Regions from separate parts of the Triticum aestivum genome. Here region 1 is linked to region 2. The links are chromatin contacts, called in public Hi-C maps. All regions are on one chromosome and are shown on one strand. The core of a region is the stretch at or near the end of the contact, and the rest is flanking DNA. Distances in the headings are between cores, read along the strand shown. Region 1 holds the start of LOC123112129 (protein FEZ). Region 2 holds the start of LOC123112124 (protein piccolo).

Region 1 (4,076 bases), core at 740-3,239, 170 kb after region 2:
TATTAGTGTAAAAAATGCTCTTATATTATGAAAATAAAGTCTATGTTTTGTGCGACTTTTGCTATAATTATGGTTACTATTATATTTTGAACACGTTGCATGCATACATAATGGATATGCACAATCTTGGATCTTCTGTGCTCCGTCTGAGTATGATATGGCCTTATTTACCATGACCACTAGTTTACCCATTGCTTGAAATATTGCTAGAAGATTGCCCAACTTGTATTAAGAGTAAAACTTTGTACTGAAGTGGATCAGAAATCACGAGTTCTCTCTCTTGTTCGTTTTAACTTTCATATAGGTTAACTATGAAGACTGTATCTTTGCTCTGTAGTTTCCCAAAAGTAAGGAGGCTATGAGTTTATCTTCCATGCATTCGGCAGAACCGCAGAAGCAAGATGGTGAGTGTGGAATAATTTTGAAATTCTATCTCATCTCTAACGTGGGGCATAATATCTGGTGTCTGCATGTTACTAGAGAGAGATGTCTTCCATTCATTCTATTGATAGATAAATGCAAAATTGTATATGCTGGCATTTATTTGGTTATTTGAAGCTAAAGCCTTTACAAGATCAAAGTTCCTTGTTGCTCCATTCAGTAACAAATAAGAACAAATCAAATAAGAACAATACATAGAAGGTAGCAGCTTACTTGGGAGATCCCATGGGTCATATTTGTAGATGTCCAGCTGCCTGATGAGCTCAATTGAAAGGGGTTTCTGCTGAATCTTTCGCTTGAGATAAAAACCTACCAGCTCTTCATCTGTCGGATGAAACCGGAAACCCGGCAGAAGTGCCTCCTCTAACTTGTCCATATCACTTCTCTCATCCATGACTAACAAGGGTGAAGCCTGATACAGGTTACACTGCTCTTGTATTACCTATATGGATGTAGTGTATGGTTTTAGGGTCGAAGTTCCCTAGGTGAAGACAAACTCACGAATCTGTCTCTAATACAGTGCAAGGACTTATCAACTATGCGCGGTCTACTATTTATATCCCTTGTTTGTGGCTTTGTGCTTGTGCAAAGATGGCAATGCTCTTACTGACAGTTATCTAATATGGTACAGGAATTTATCAACCCAGAAAAAAAATACAGAGATGGCTTGATGGACCTAAATATATGGGAAAGAATGAATAGAAGGCGAAGGCATCATGTGTAACTTGACGACATGAGGTAGGAAACTAGTACTTATATAACTACTGTGTAAGATTAACTGTTTCTCTGTTAGATTTCTAGGCTCCTATTATACAGCTGCTTAAACATGACTAGATGAGGCCCACACTCTGAAGCCCCCCTTGCAATAAGATAACATTTTATTCAGTCTCCTTTTGAATCTATTGGATTTATTTAATCAAGGATTAGTATCTCAACGAAGACAAGCTTGGCAACATATATGGGGATTATTTGTCCCTTTCACTTCACACCTAAATTATGATCTAGGACACCCTAAACAACCCCTAAAAAATATTCATAAACAGTAGTAGCATCATTTCTTTTATATATTTGTCAGTTTCGTAGAAATCAGGTATGGTTTGAACAGTTTCTTTAGTACTCCCTCTGTTCACAAATATAAGATGTTCTAACTTTTTAGTGAATTTGATGTCTACAGACATGTTTTAGTGTGTTTGTTCACTCATTTCAGTCCATATGTAGTCCATATTGAAATATCCAAAACATCTTATATTTGTGAACGGAGTGAGTACGCTTTGGAAGCTAAACACTTTCAAATACATCAACACCACAATCCAGGATTTATTCTTGCTAGATTAATTTTCTTGAAGAATACCAATACATATTCCTCCATTCTCTGGTTTAGAAACTCCCTTGTATGTAGAAAAGGATATCTCTTCTTACTACACATCATTTTCAGTACATATACGCTATTACGCTTCTGGTTGCATTCGAGATTTACTTTGCATAAAAAATTCCTTCTCTTTTACGGAATCATTTCTCACCACTGTCTAATTTGTTCTCACTAGGATGATCCATTTTGCACGTACTGGAGCAATGGTTAGCTTATTTCTACTGTTAACATCATTGATGGAAATTTGGATGAAAGTTGATGTGACAACAGATGTACACGGACCTATGAATTTGTGATTGCTACTTTTTGTTCTAAACCTGTGCAATAGCTTAACTGAAAAGGCGGGGTAACTGTTTAAAAACTGCACTGTGGAGAAACCTTCATCCCAGTTAATGTCATTAAAAAATAATCATCGTCATCTCCTGACAATGATAGCCTTAGCAGTGTAATTGCCTTCAGTTTTCTACCAAGAATCGTATATAACTCACTGCAAACTGTTGTCGCATATATTGATATATATCAACTTTTATTTCACAATCAGTCATTGTCGTAGAATCAATCTCAGCTTGCTTGAGTGCTTTATCGTATGTTCTGGTTCATCACCAATTGTATACAGTTCATTGCTCATTATTTTATAAGATCCTGTTTTTAAGTATCACAGTTAGCATAGTTAAATATGATGACTTGGTCATACATGATCTTGTAAAGCCTCTCTTTCTGTCAAAGGTATCCCCATTTTTTTGCCATGCTACTTTCTGTATCATCTTTCCTGCGCTGAATCAGCTGACATAATAATCATGCCAACGGCTTAAAGACAAGATTTTGGCCATGTTACAACTTACAAATAGCTTAGTACCAAAAAGAACTCAGAAATTTCCCATGCCTCCCCAATTCCAGGCAGGATATTATCACCCAATCAATTCCATGTTTTTGAAAACAAAACATGATCACGTTCACAACTCTTGTCTTCTACCATGATCCACATTGGGAGATGGTTTGGGTTGAACTCTTCAAACGCATACCTTCTCGATGTCCTTGTCGCATTGTTGGTTTGTAGTTCTTGGAGCACCAGAAGGTTCTTGCCAAAGGGGCATTATCTTTGTTTTATTGCCTAATTTGCGGGTTGGATTTTTCCTTTTCCAACTTTGTGAACTTGCTAAAAATAGAGCACACACCAACAAATGCATGTTTAGGACTCTGCAATCTACATTATGGTACCATATCTTCCAACCTGTGCTAGATTTTGTATCGAGGGTTGTATCTTCTGTTTGTTTGATAAGAAAAGGAGTCCCAGCTTTTGAGTCTTTGGGACTATCAAGCCAAATGTGCGTCAAGCTATAGTGCTGGAAATTTGCAGCCAAAGCGTGCCATCGGAGAGCTTACAGATATTCCATATCTTATATCTTAGGAGCATATAAAAACAGATACTCCCTCCGTCCCAAAATTCTTGTCATAGATTTGTCTAGATACGGATATATCTAGTTACCAAACTTCTTGTCATAGATTTGTCATAGAATTTTGGGACGGAGGGAGTACTTACTGAGTTACTGTGAAATGTAAAAGGAAATTTGACCATTTCATCTTAACAACTCTGGCCCTGGATTACATTCGCATTTGCAAAGCTGGTTAAATACGAGTCATTAGAGCTGCCATGAATCAGATAGTTTTTAGAAAGGAAATGAAAAATCAACTCCAGTTTTTATGCATTCCTTTTACTACAACCCTTTTGAGCAAATATGTGGTGGCAGCAACACATATCTTGCTAATTTACTATCTTAAAAGGAGCATTTTTCATGCGTCCTCATAATTTGTTTGCCCATGCACACTACAGAACTTACATTGCACGGCCTATTTTTTTTTGGCTGAAATGGACTGGCCGAGAAAGCAACATCTGACCTCCCGATAGTATAATGAAGCCGTTAACATCAACCTCTTTACTCAAAAGAAGTTACTAGATAGGACAAGCCAGAGCATGTCAATCATGTAGCAAAGAAAGAACAACTTGGTGCATACCTGCAGTTCCCTCCATTCACACAGTACACCCATAGGAAAAAATAATAGATAATGCCAGTGAGATAGATTTATTGGTATAAGTTTTACTTAATGCACCTAGCATGGTATGAACATCCATTGCCCACTTGCAAGGAAGAACCATTAATTGAGCCAACCTGAAAGCCACGTACAAGTACAACGCATTTCTTATAGCAATAACCGTATTTTCTATTTGTATGATTGAACATTTTCCACCACGTAGGTTGGCAGTAGT
Region 2 (3,541 bases), core at 204-2,703:
CCCCCTCCACCCCACCCCACCTGCCCATATAAAAGGTAAGAGTACATAATAGATATGAATCATTGATTAAGTAGTGGTCGGATTAACTATTATCTTCTTACCTTTCATGTTAGATTAGGGGGTAAAAGGGAGCATGTTAAAGTTACTAGTGTGTGTGTTATTGACTCCAAAGGACTTGGCCACTCTCTAGTGTTATGTGGTTGGATAAAAAATAGATATGTTCATATTATCTGCATGCTAGTACTAGAAATAAATCATGTGTCATTGCAGGTATAACCCGGTATATTTTATCCGTTTTCGATCCAAGTCCGCGGCGTTTTCACCCCAAATCTATAACCAGATAAAATCCATATTCCAATCAGCATTCTGTCATTATTCGCTTCGCTCCGAGTCCGATAACAAAAAAATATGATAAAGGATGTAGGAAACGGAAATCCATTTATGCTCCCGGGAGCGCGCGCTCCTGCACACGGAAAAAATATTTCAATGTGTGAAAAAAATTCCAAACAAAAAATTCGGAGAAAACCGACATTTTTCGTGACTTATGTAAAAGGAGAAAAGGATGTCTTGTGAAAATCATTTTTAACACCGGATTTTGTCTTTTTCACACACGACACATAAGTTGTCGGTTTTCCGCGAAACGACTTTGCGAGCATGTGCAATATCGAGATGTACGCGCCAAGTTTGTTTTAAAATTTTTTGACATTTAAAAATATGTTTAAAACACATTTTTAAAATCAGGAGTGCGCGCTCCCACGTGTCAGAACGCCACTCTCGGAAAGCATTATCTTACATCCCTACCGTATTAGTCTCTCCCTAGTTTACTCCATGCCGCAAACAAAGATACTTCCTCTCTGCATATTAGAGTTAACTGAAGTCAAACTTCATAAAGTTTGACCAAGTTTATAAAAAACAATACAAACATTTACGATAACAAATTTATATGATGTAAAAGTATATTCAATGATAAATCCAATGATACTGATTTGTTATTGTATATGTTAACATTTTTGTTTATATCCATCCAATCAAAATTTACAAAGCTTTATTTTTTGAGATGAAAATTTACAAAGCTTGACTTTGAGTAAAGCTAATATGTGGACTAAATAAAAACGGAGAGAGTACTAACCAACACCGGAACGATATAATCAATGGCTGCCATATGTTGGCACGCGGCTTTGGACCCCGGCATTAAGACGATCCAAAAAAAGAGATCAGGTATCCATCCAATCAATGGCTGCCGAATCTGCAACAAGACACGCGCCTCGGACCTCACCCGTGAAACATCTGGTGCCCGGTCCGCTTCCTCTCCCCCGTCCCCGTGCGAAGGCATCCGTGTCGCGCAAGGAAGGAAAACACATCAGGAGCGGAAAGGATCCTGCGAAATAACAGCACGAATGGAAAGGATCTTCGGGAAATAAAGTGCAGGTGAAGGGTCCGGGTGCAAGGGCGGCACGCGGCGGGCTCTGTTGCCGTTCCGGCCGAGTCAGCCTCCACATTAACCTAACCCCTACCTGGCGACGGCCGGTCGCACGCGAGGCGGACGGCCCACCCGCCACAAATCCCAAACCCCGCCGCCGTCCACCGGCGGTAGAAGTAGAACCCCAGCGCCGGCTGCCGGCCGACCGTGGCGCGGGCGTCACGTCGCGCTAGCTTTTGCTGGGCGCGACGCGGTCCGACCGGACCCGTTCGTTCGTTCGTGCCTGTAGCGGGTCTTCCCTGGGAAGGCAGCGTCGCGGTCGCGGTCGCAGTCGAATCGCAGCTGCCGCGTCCGTATCGCTGGGGGCGGGGGCTTTCTTTCCGTTCCGTCTTTCCCCGTGCCTCGTCTCCCTCGCCTCCACTGCTCGATCGCTACATAGCATAGCTTACCATACATAGGACGCTGCCGCGTTGTTTTCCTCGCCCTCCCCTCCCGCCCGCCGCGACGACCACGGCGTGCATAGGACGGCAGGATCGGCAGTGCTGGTAGGCGCGGCAGATACGAGAGTGGCTATGTTGGCTTGGAAGGCGGGTTAGTAAGGTTGCAGCAGCGTCGTCGTGGGCCATGGATGTCGTCGGGGAAGGAGCCGGCGCCGCCGCGGCGGCGGCTGGTGGTGGCGGTGGCTCGGGCGGGTTCATCCACTCCGTCGTGGGCCTCTCCTCCGCCTCCACGCCGCTCCTCTTCTGGCTCCTCACCGTCGCGCTCGTCGCCGCCATCCATGTCGCCTCCGCCTACATGTCGTCTTCCTCCTCCTCCCCAGGGTAAGACTGAATTCCATCTCCCGTGGGTTTGGGGTTTCTGAATTCCCGATCACTCGCCGCGCGCTGCTGTTGGTGGCACGACTGATTGGTGGGTCTCCTTGTTTTTGTTGTCATCAGGGGCGGGGATAAGGAGACAGAGAAGAGGCCGCGCCGCGGGGGCTTCCCCGGCGACGAGAGGGACGGGGAGCCGGACGCGCACGACGACAGGGTTCTCCAGATGATGCGCAGCTTCAGCTTCGTGCACGCCAGCGAGGAGGATTTCGTGGAGGGCATGGCCGCGTATGAACGCGCTTTCGACGACGCGCCGCCCGAGCCGGTCGCCCCGGCCTCGCCGCCGCCGGCTCCGGCCTCTCCGTCCAGCCTCAGCTTCAGCTTTCGGAATCAGATGCCTGAAATTCCGCGGGAGGCCCCGGTGGTTTCGACAGCAGTGCCAGTCCAGAAGGAGGAGGAGGAGCACGAACAGGAAATTCAATCGCCGATTCCATTCGCTCCGGTGGCCACGCAGGAGCGCGAGCACGAAGCAGAGGAAGCAGAGGTACTAGTGGAAAAAGAAGAAGACGACGATGAGCAGAGCGCGGAGGCTGTGCACGCAGAGCCGAAGATCGTTCCAGCCACGCACAACTACCGATTCCTAACGGAGCGGGACTTCCGTGGGTTCGTCAGGGAGCCGGCGACCATGACGGTGCGCGTCCAGGAGTCCTTCGTGCCGCCACCGCCGCTGCAGCCGCCGGCGCAGCCTGAGGAACGGAGAGTGGTCGACGTGTCCTCCCGCCGCGGCGGCTTCGTCACGGCGAAAGACCTCCGGCCGGCGGACAAGCCCGTCGCGTTCGACAGAGTGGCGTCGCCGACGAAGAGGGCGCCGTCCAGGCGAAAGCCGGCGAGCTCCGTGTCCAAGGGCAGCGCCGCGAGCGGGAGGACGAGCTTCGCCTCCGAGTTCTCCGGCTTCGGCGACTCTGACTCAGACTCCAGCGCCAGCGACGACGGGTACTCGGTGAAGGAGCTCGTCGTCGACTCCGACAGCGACTGGTTCCACTCGGAGAAAGACTTCTCGGCGGGGGTGCACGACGCCGCCAGCCTGCGGAGCTACAAGGCGAAGGTGCTCAAGGCCATGGAATCCCTGGAGGAAGCCGACTTGCTGCAGCTGTCTTTCCAGGACTCGTCGGCAACCACGGTGTCGCCGGGCTCAGTCGCCCAGGCCTCGCCGGACAGCGTCAAGTACCCCGAGGACATGTGGTCACGGACCCATTCGCCGGAAGCCGAGTACAGAGAGGACGACGAGGCGGGAACACCCCGAGAAGCC

What was found. Hi-C and Micro-C count contacts between places; a contact is called where the count stands out from the background.
Region 1: a contact with region 2 is called in a Hi-C map of leaf, with 7 times the contacts expected there. The contact joins the promoter of LOC123112129 here to the promoter of LOC123112124 in region 2. A contact is called at or near these places in 2 of 5 Hi-C or Micro-C datasets (leaf and an unstated tissue).

What each region holds. Positions count from the first base shown.
Region 1 is chr5B:406,673,069-406,677,144 of IWGSC CS RefSeq v2.1, forward strand. It overlaps LOC123112129 (protein FEZ), which reads right to left and starts at 1,990. Exons shown (of 3, transcript XM_044533052.1): 1 at 655-1,990. The coding sequence starts at 835. LOC123112130 (membrane-embedded CAAX protease MroQ) reads right to left here. Exons shown (of 10, transcript XM_044533053.1): 10 at 3,972-4,076.
Region 2 is chr5B:406,507,430-406,510,970 of IWGSC CS RefSeq v2.1, forward strand. It overlaps LOC123112124 (protein piccolo), which reads left to right and starts at 1,454. Exons shown (of 5, transcript XM_044533046.1): 1 at 1,454-2,241; 2 at 2,359-3,541. The coding sequence starts at 2,045.